Linked DNA regions of Rattus norvegicus: region 2 is linked to region 1. The links are chromatin contacts, called in public HiChIP or PLAC-seq maps. All regions are on one chromosome and are shown on one strand. Each heading gives the region's core, a stretch centred on a gene start, on an enhancer-like site or on the middle of the called end of the contact. The rest is flanking DNA. Distances are from core to core; before and after follow the strand shown. Region 1 overlaps Hectd4 (HECT domain E3 ubiquitin protein ligase 4). Region 2 holds the start of Hectd4 (HECT domain E3 ubiquitin protein ligase 4).

Evidence for each region. HiChIP or PLAC-seq counts read pairs in DNA pulled down with a chosen protein or histone mark.
Region 2: an H3K27ac HiChIP or PLAC-seq map of oligodendrocytes shows a contact between it and region 1, with 3 times the contacts expected there. The contact joins the promoter of Hectd4 here to the enhancer-like site in region 1. A contact is called at or near these places in 12 of 12 Hi-C or Micro-C datasets (the A7r5 cell line, the Rat2 cell line, Schwann cells and 7 more) and 1 of 1 datasets of contacts at active chromatin or transcription factors (oligodendrocytes).

What each region holds. Positions count from the first base shown.
Region 1 is chr12:40,951,541-40,955,216 of GRCr8, reverse strand. Hectd4 (HECT domain E3 ubiquitin protein ligase 4) reads left to right here. Exons shown (of 62, transcript XR_010056783.1): 3 at 1,492-1,581; 4 at 2,575-2,705. Among named protein-coding and RNA genes, the nearest start is that of Hectd4, 38 kb to the left of the region's middle. Within about 2 kb of position 2,411, at least 45 of the 93 cell types and tissues checked have an H3K27ac peak or open chromatin away from gene starts, as enhancers often do. A contact at or near this core is called in Schwann cells, where this site is marked.
Region 2 is chr12:40,990,196-40,993,677 of GRCr8, reverse strand. It overlaps Hectd4 (HECT domain E3 ubiquitin protein ligase 4), which reads left to right and starts at 2,094. Exons shown (of 62, transcript XR_010056783.1): 1 at 2,094-2,507.

The DNA.
Region 1 (3,676 bases), core at 1,162-3,661:
TTTCAGAGAGTGATCAGCAGGGAAAAAAGGCAGGATGGGTGTTTTTAAAAATGCTTTTAGAGTTATTTACTTTGTGTGTATGGTGTTTTGCATGCATGAATGTGTGTGTGCTTGGTGCCTGCAGAGACCAGAAGGCAGCGATGTATCCCCTGCGACTAGAGTTAACAGTGGTTGTGAGCCATCATGTGAGTGCGGAACCCAAGCCTCTGCAAGAGCAGGAAGCGCTCTTAACTACTGAGCTGTCTCTCCAGGTCTAAGGTTTGGTAGACAGTGGCTGAGTGGAGGTGGGGAAGGATTGACCGGGTACCTAGCATTTAAACTGTAAAGAACTAGCATAAGAGCCAACAGCATAGAGCCCACAGAAGAGCGCAGCAAGTGGAAAAGAAGCAGGGTCCTTGGACTGTAATGGAAGACTGGAAGAGATAGGAGATGAGGTCGGTCTAGCCTAGATCATATATGGGTTGAGAACCATTGAAGAATTTTACATATTCCTCTTAAAAATGGGACTAAACCCAGCAGGCTAGAATGCTGTACAGCTAGTGGCTCACCTTCTCCAAATGTTGGTGCCGTTGTCCCTGTGTGTCTTGGTGCTCTCCCAGGGCACTGTGCCTGTTGAGCAGATGAAGGAAGAAAAATTGACAGGGCTTAGGTGACAGTTGTGTGGTGGTGAATGGCAGTGCCCTGTCTCACTGCCAGCGAGTCCAGGCTGCAGGTGGTGCCTTTATACAGCGCTGCCTCCCTGCCTCGTCCTGTTCTTTGAACCGAGGAGCAAATTAAAAAAAGCCTGAGCCTACGAGGTCTACTGTTGGGTACTCCATTTCTATTGAGGTTTAGGCACATGATACCCTCCAATTAAGGTCTGGCTAAGAGAAGAAGGCAGCAAGCAGAATCAGCTCATCAGATCCAGACAGTCATTAGTCCAGGCAGGTGCTGTTGGTTACCTGGAGTGCTGCCAGGTCGGCCTTGTGCATCTTGAAAGCCCCTTCTTTTCAATCCTGCTTACCTCCCAGACTCCCCAGAGCTTCTAGCTTTGTGAACCATGAGGAAATCAGTGAGTAGTGACTCCTGCAAGTGAGACACCCTGTGAAGTGGATGAACGTAACAACATTACGGATTAGCTTGGCCACAGTGTTAGACTTGAGATCCTCTTCTATGGGGATGAGGTGGGACCAGACGCAGACTGTCATATGGGGCCTCCCAGGTGCTCGGTGCTTGGTGCTTGAGTCTTGTGCTTTTCCTTTTGTGTCCATGGGAATTTTTATCTCTGTGACTGCAAGGAGAACGCTTCCACAGTTGCAATTGTGTGTGCCTACTCATATTCTACCAGAGCCAGTGTTGTGGTGAAGGTGGGGGAATCGTGCAGTTTCTGACCTATAAGAGCAGAGAGACTGTCTTGGAGCCTTGCCCTGTGATTAATGAGATCAACACTGGCTGCCTACTTACTTGGTTTTCAGTGTGGGTGGCTTTTCCATCCCTTCCTTTTCTCTCTAGGGGATCCCTGAAGACCTTTGTCCACACAGTTCACCTGCTACAGAGACAGACTGAGCTGGGCTCCCTGCCTGTCGCCGATGTTTTGTATAGGTAAGTTGTCCCTTACCTATTAAATAAGTTGTCTTGTTTTTCCAAACAAGAAGAACATAGAGGCTCTTAGGGACAAACATTATTAAATCTTCCTAATTAATAATTCATAGCTTTGAATAGATACAGAATCATCGCTAACTGCTAAGGGATATGAAAGTGTTCCTAGAGTGTATTCTTTTCATTTTTTAATTTAAAAAAGTCCTAGTCTGTAATGAATTCATATTGTAATATGAGATGACTGTGTTCAGATGTAAAGAAGGAATTGAAATCACTCACCATCTTATTATTATGTCTGTGTTCCTCCTAACACAGGGCCTTCTTTGCCTCTGTCTCTCTCCCTCATACACATTATCTGTTTAATAAAGCATAATATATTTAGGCTGGGGATGTAAAGCCAGGTGTGGTGGCACATGTTCACTCCAGCCTTCGGGAGATAGAGGCAGATAGATCAAGGCTAGCTTGGGCTACATGAGGCAATATTACTAAAACGTAAAACCAAAAAAACTAAATAAATAGAAATATAATGAGTATGCTTATACACGGATAAATTGAAATCTTTTAAGCATGTTAAAATTTTTATTTTTGTTTGTCTGCCTGGGTGTGGCGTGTGTGTAGAAGAGAGCCTCAGACAGGACCCAGTTGTCCCCTTCTCACCGTGCTGAGTCAGGGTCTCTCCAGGCTCCCTGACCACTCTGATCTCAGTGTGCAAGCGCTGGGGTTAGAGGCGGGCACCACCAAAGAGCATTTTACACAGCTCCCAGGGCTTGGACTCTGGCCTCATCTTGCAGAGCTGGTGCTTTTGTCCACTGTGCTGTCTCCCTGGCCCAGCGCTTTGTAATTACTGCCTTGTGATTTTTCACTAAAATACACTGTGAACATCACTCACATGCATATCTATTTAAACCACTTGTGTCTGTTCTCTGAGCTGGGAAGTAGGCTTCGTTTCTGGAACACACACGCTCAGATCCTTACCGTTCTCCTTCACCCCCACAGGCTGCTGCTTTTGGAAGGGGGGCCAGGATCCCCTTCCTGTTTGCTTGGGGGCAAGCACATAGTATCGTGGGGGTATGAAGACATGCTGCCAGCACCGGACAGCAACCCTGGCTCCAGCTCTGAAAACAAAGGTAACGCAAGGGCTTTGCCCTGGGCCCGAGGCTGGGGTGCGAGAAGAGAGGTTTCAGATCACGGCAGCCAATGCTTTAGTGCAGCCCCTTGTTCCTGCCAGGGAAGCTCAAGATCCTGCACAGAGTGCTCTTTGTTTGCTCGGCCAGTGCAAGTCTGAAGGCTGGCACTCAGGGACCGTCCCAGGCCAAGGCCTTCCTGTGACCCTAGCAGGGTGGCATGGCTTACTTCACTTGACTCCCGAGTGTTTGAGAGGTGCAGTAGCCACCCACAGTGGACATTTGTAAGAGGGTCAGACACGCCCTATGATGCCATGTCTTCTATTCCTTAACTGTGCTCTTTTATGGTCCCTCCTGTCCTAAAACAAAAGAAGGCCCAAGGAAGCTTGAACTGTGAAGTCCCTTACCCAATGTAGGCAGTGTTGGGATATTTTTACACAGTTTTGTAGGATCATATACCCGTGTTTTACATGAGTTCCTCAAAAAATGGCAGATGCTCTGTTAAGTGATTGACTTGCCAGACTTTTCAGGTGACTTGGGCCTCTGCGTTGGCATGGGATCTGTTTAGATCAGCACCCAGGCTCATCAGCTCTGTTCAGCACTGTGTACTGCTGTCCCCCTGGACAGCACAGCTTTGCTTCCTAATGGGTCTGTCACTGCTCTTGGCCGTCAGTTATTATGATGACATTACTTACCATAACAGTATAACAATGTCACTAACTTACATAACTGATGAAGTAGGAATAAGAAAGGAAAATCCCCCATAGATTGAGAGCCTGTCCAGCACACCTCTTCATTCCCAGCCCTCTAGGAGGCTCCCTCCGGTCAGCCCCATGGCTGAGCGCAGTCTGAGGTGGCTGTTCAGCCTCTCCCAGCCTAGAGCCATTCCCTTACAGCCCTCTCTGGAGAGGGCTGGGGAGGAGCAAGGACGCTCTGCCCTGGGCTGCCAGAGAAGCACACGACTTGCTGTGTGC
Region 2 (3,482 bases), core at 845-3,344, 39 kb before region 1:
TCTTCTGTAAGGGCAGGAAGAGCTCTTGCGCACCAAGCCCTTTTTTTTTTTTTTTTTTTTTTTTGCAGCCCGACACCTCCTTGAAACATGGTCTCACAGTGAATCTGGAGCTCATAAGTTCAGCTGGATTGGATGGGCAGTGAGTCCCAGGGATCCTCCTATCTCCACCTGTGGGGACACACTTGTGAGCTCTAGGGGCCCATACACAGCCAAGATCAGTTTTTACATGGATGGTGGGGACCCAAATGCAGTGAAGCAATTCCTTTACCCACCGAGCCATCTCTTTGCTTTGTTTTTTGAGGCAAGGTCTCACTGTGTAGCCCAGGCTAGCTTCAAACTCCTGGTTCTCCTCTTGTCTTGGCTTCTTGAATGCTGAGATTACAGGCATACTAGGAGTGGCTTGGCTCCATTTTTTTTTTTTTTTTTTTTGGTTCTTTTTTTCGGAGCTGGGGACCGAACCCAGGGCCTTGCGCTTCCTAGGTAAGCGCTCTACCACTGAGCTATTGGCTCCATATTCTTGCTGTTGCTGCTGATTTGAGACGGGGTCTCACATAGTCTGGGTTGTCCTTGCTCTTGCTATGTTGCCAAGGACGACCTTGAGCTCTGGATCCTGGTGCCTGAATCTTCAGAGTGCCAAGATTACAGAGATAGGGAATGATGTTGTGCAGTGGGGATGGGGGGGTTAGGGGAATGGGGTGTGCATGCTAAGCGAGCATCACTGCATCACTGAGGTGCATGTCAGCTCCATTCTGTCACATCTGGTTGCAGGTTCCACAAGAGCAGGTATTCTTGCTGCGTTTGTGTCTGTAAAACCCCACACCAAGAACAGGGTCCGGCAGAAGGGATCACGAAACACTTGTTGAATGTGTGAGAGGTAGCTAGATAGCCACATCCTTTTGGATGTTTGTTTTTTTGAGACAGGGTCTCCCTATGCAGGCCTGGCTGTCCTGGAGCTATGTAGCTTTGGCTGGCCTGGAAATCACAGAGGTCATCTTGCTTCTGCCTCCTGAGCTCTGGGGTTAAAGGCAAGCCTGGTAAGTACACATGTTTGGAAAGGTGCATGTCAGTGTTGAAGATGACAAAGCTTGTCATTTTCACTAACGGAGCATGATTAAAAAGCCGGGAGCTGGAAGGAAAGCATCGCTTTTGTTTAATTTTAATTTTAATTTTTTTTATGCATGTGAATGTTTGCTTGCATGTATGCGCCACATCTATGCAGTGACCTTGGAGACCGGAAGAGGATGCGAGGTCCCTTGGGACTGAAGTTATAAATGGTTGTGTGCTACCCTCTGAGTGCTGGGAATTGAACCCCGGTCCTCTGGAAGAGCAACCAGTGTCAACTTGTCAACCATTTCTCCAGCCGAAGGGCATTCATTGATAGACACTTTATTTTCATCAGATGTCAGTTGTTTCTTTGTACTTTTTTTTTTCTGTAAATACTAACCATTGACTGTGAGTTTTATCAAGTTCTCATGACCAAGTGCATAATGTCCATTATATATCAGCCTTCAGTATTTTATATAATTTCCTTACTGTTTTATGTATTTAAAAAAAAGGGGGGGGGCCTACATAGGCCTAGCTGGCCTGTAACACCTTATGTAGCCCAGATTGGCCTGAAACTTGATATGTAGACCAGGCTAGCCTGCAACTTGCAATGGTCCTCCCACTTCTGTCTTCCTAGCACTAGGACAGTTGGCATTCACCACCAGGTCTGTTTTGTTTGTTTACTTATTGTGCTGTAAATGGAACACAGGACCTCAGGCATTCTAGGCTAACCCTCTAAGACTGAACTACCCAACGTCTTAGGAAAGACTCCTGAATCTCTCTCTCATTTAACAGATAACAGTGTTGACCCTCCATAATCCTTCCAGAATGAGCTCTGGCCTGAGCAAAGGGTGCACATCTGAGTAAGGAGGGATGGGGAACAGGGTCGTCTTCTCTCGAAGCCACAGACAGCCTCAGATAGCATGGGAAGGGGCTTCTCTGAGCCCCAGCAGCTTGGCTATAAAGCCGGCCGGGGATGTGGGCGGAGCTAGACAGACAGGAGGGCGGGGCCTGTATTGTCCACCCCGCGGGGCATGCCGGGAACCCCGCCCCCAAGATGGCGTCTTACTGACAGTTGGCTGCGGAGCGGCAGAGGCGGATCCTGCTCGTCAGGGCGGCGGCGGCGGCGGCGGCGGCGGGGCCGGGGTCTCCCGGGCCGGGGTTGGCGTGTGGAGGGATGGCGGTGCGGAACGCCTAGGGCGGAGCCGCGCGGGCGAGGCGGGCGCGGCGGTCGGCCATGGGTTGCTGAAGCGGCAGGGTCTCCGCAGCGCCTTCTCTTAACCATGGGCTCGTCGGCAGCCGCGGCGGCGGCGGCAGCGGCGGCGGCGGCGGACTCGGCGCAGTGGCTCTCGGTGAAGGAGGAGACCATCTTTCTGCACGACGGGCTTATCCGGGTCACCGACCTGGCCGAGCTGCCCAGCGAGATACTCGGCGCCCCGGAGGCCGCCGACACCGACCTGGAGGTGAGTAAGAGCCCGCAGGCCGCCGCAGGTGTGTGCGATTCTGGAGAGCATCTTCGGGCCGCGGCCTGGAGCCCCGGCAGCCGCCGCCCGGCGGCTCCCCTCCCCCACGCACCGGGAGTCTCTTGGCGGGCGCGCCCAGGTGCCTGCGCTCCGGAGACCTTTTGTATTTTGAACGGTTGCACAGGCTCTGCTTCTTTTCGGCCCCAGCCCTGTGTTGATTTTATGTGCGTGCGTGTGCGTGCCTGTGTGTTGGGGAGACTGGAGTGACAGCTGCCAGGCTTCCTCCACCATAAGCGATTCTGCAACCTGTCTGTGCAGTGCCTCGGATTGACACCAGGGCCTTTGTCAGGGAAGCCGGCGGTTTGGACAGCGAGAAAGGGATGCTACATCGCGGCCTGGGAAGGGTCAAGGGCGGGCGTGAGCGAGTGTGTGAGAGTGTGTGTGTGTGTGTGTGTGTGTGTATACACGCGCGCGCCTCGGGGTCTCTGAGAAGCCCAGTCTAGGAGCGGTGGCAGGTGCATCAGCCAGTCTCAGCAGTTGTGGTGTTCCCCACCACCCCCATCCACCCCAAGGAAATGTGCATATGGTGGATGGGAACTTTCCACCGACTGCACTCGGTTTCGCATTTGCCTAGAGATGGGAATGTTTGGCAGTCGTGTTTTCCACCAGGCCAGGTGGATGTTGACCCTGCTTCCCCATGGAGTGTGGTGAAATTCGTATTGTCGCATGGAGGGGTCCCTGGGGTACACCGCAGAGAGGAGGACCTCCCGCACAGGGAATCTTTTGTTTTGTATTTTTTCCATGTACTCTGATATTCACTACCACTGACATTTATAGTAATGGGGTAAAATCCCATTACTGTGTGATTCTGGAAACAGCATAGATCTGATCGCGTTCAGCCAGACTTTGGGACGTGCTTGAGATGCGAATGCGGTCCACTGTGTTTGTGTCTGGCTTTGAGGTTGCTTCAGAATT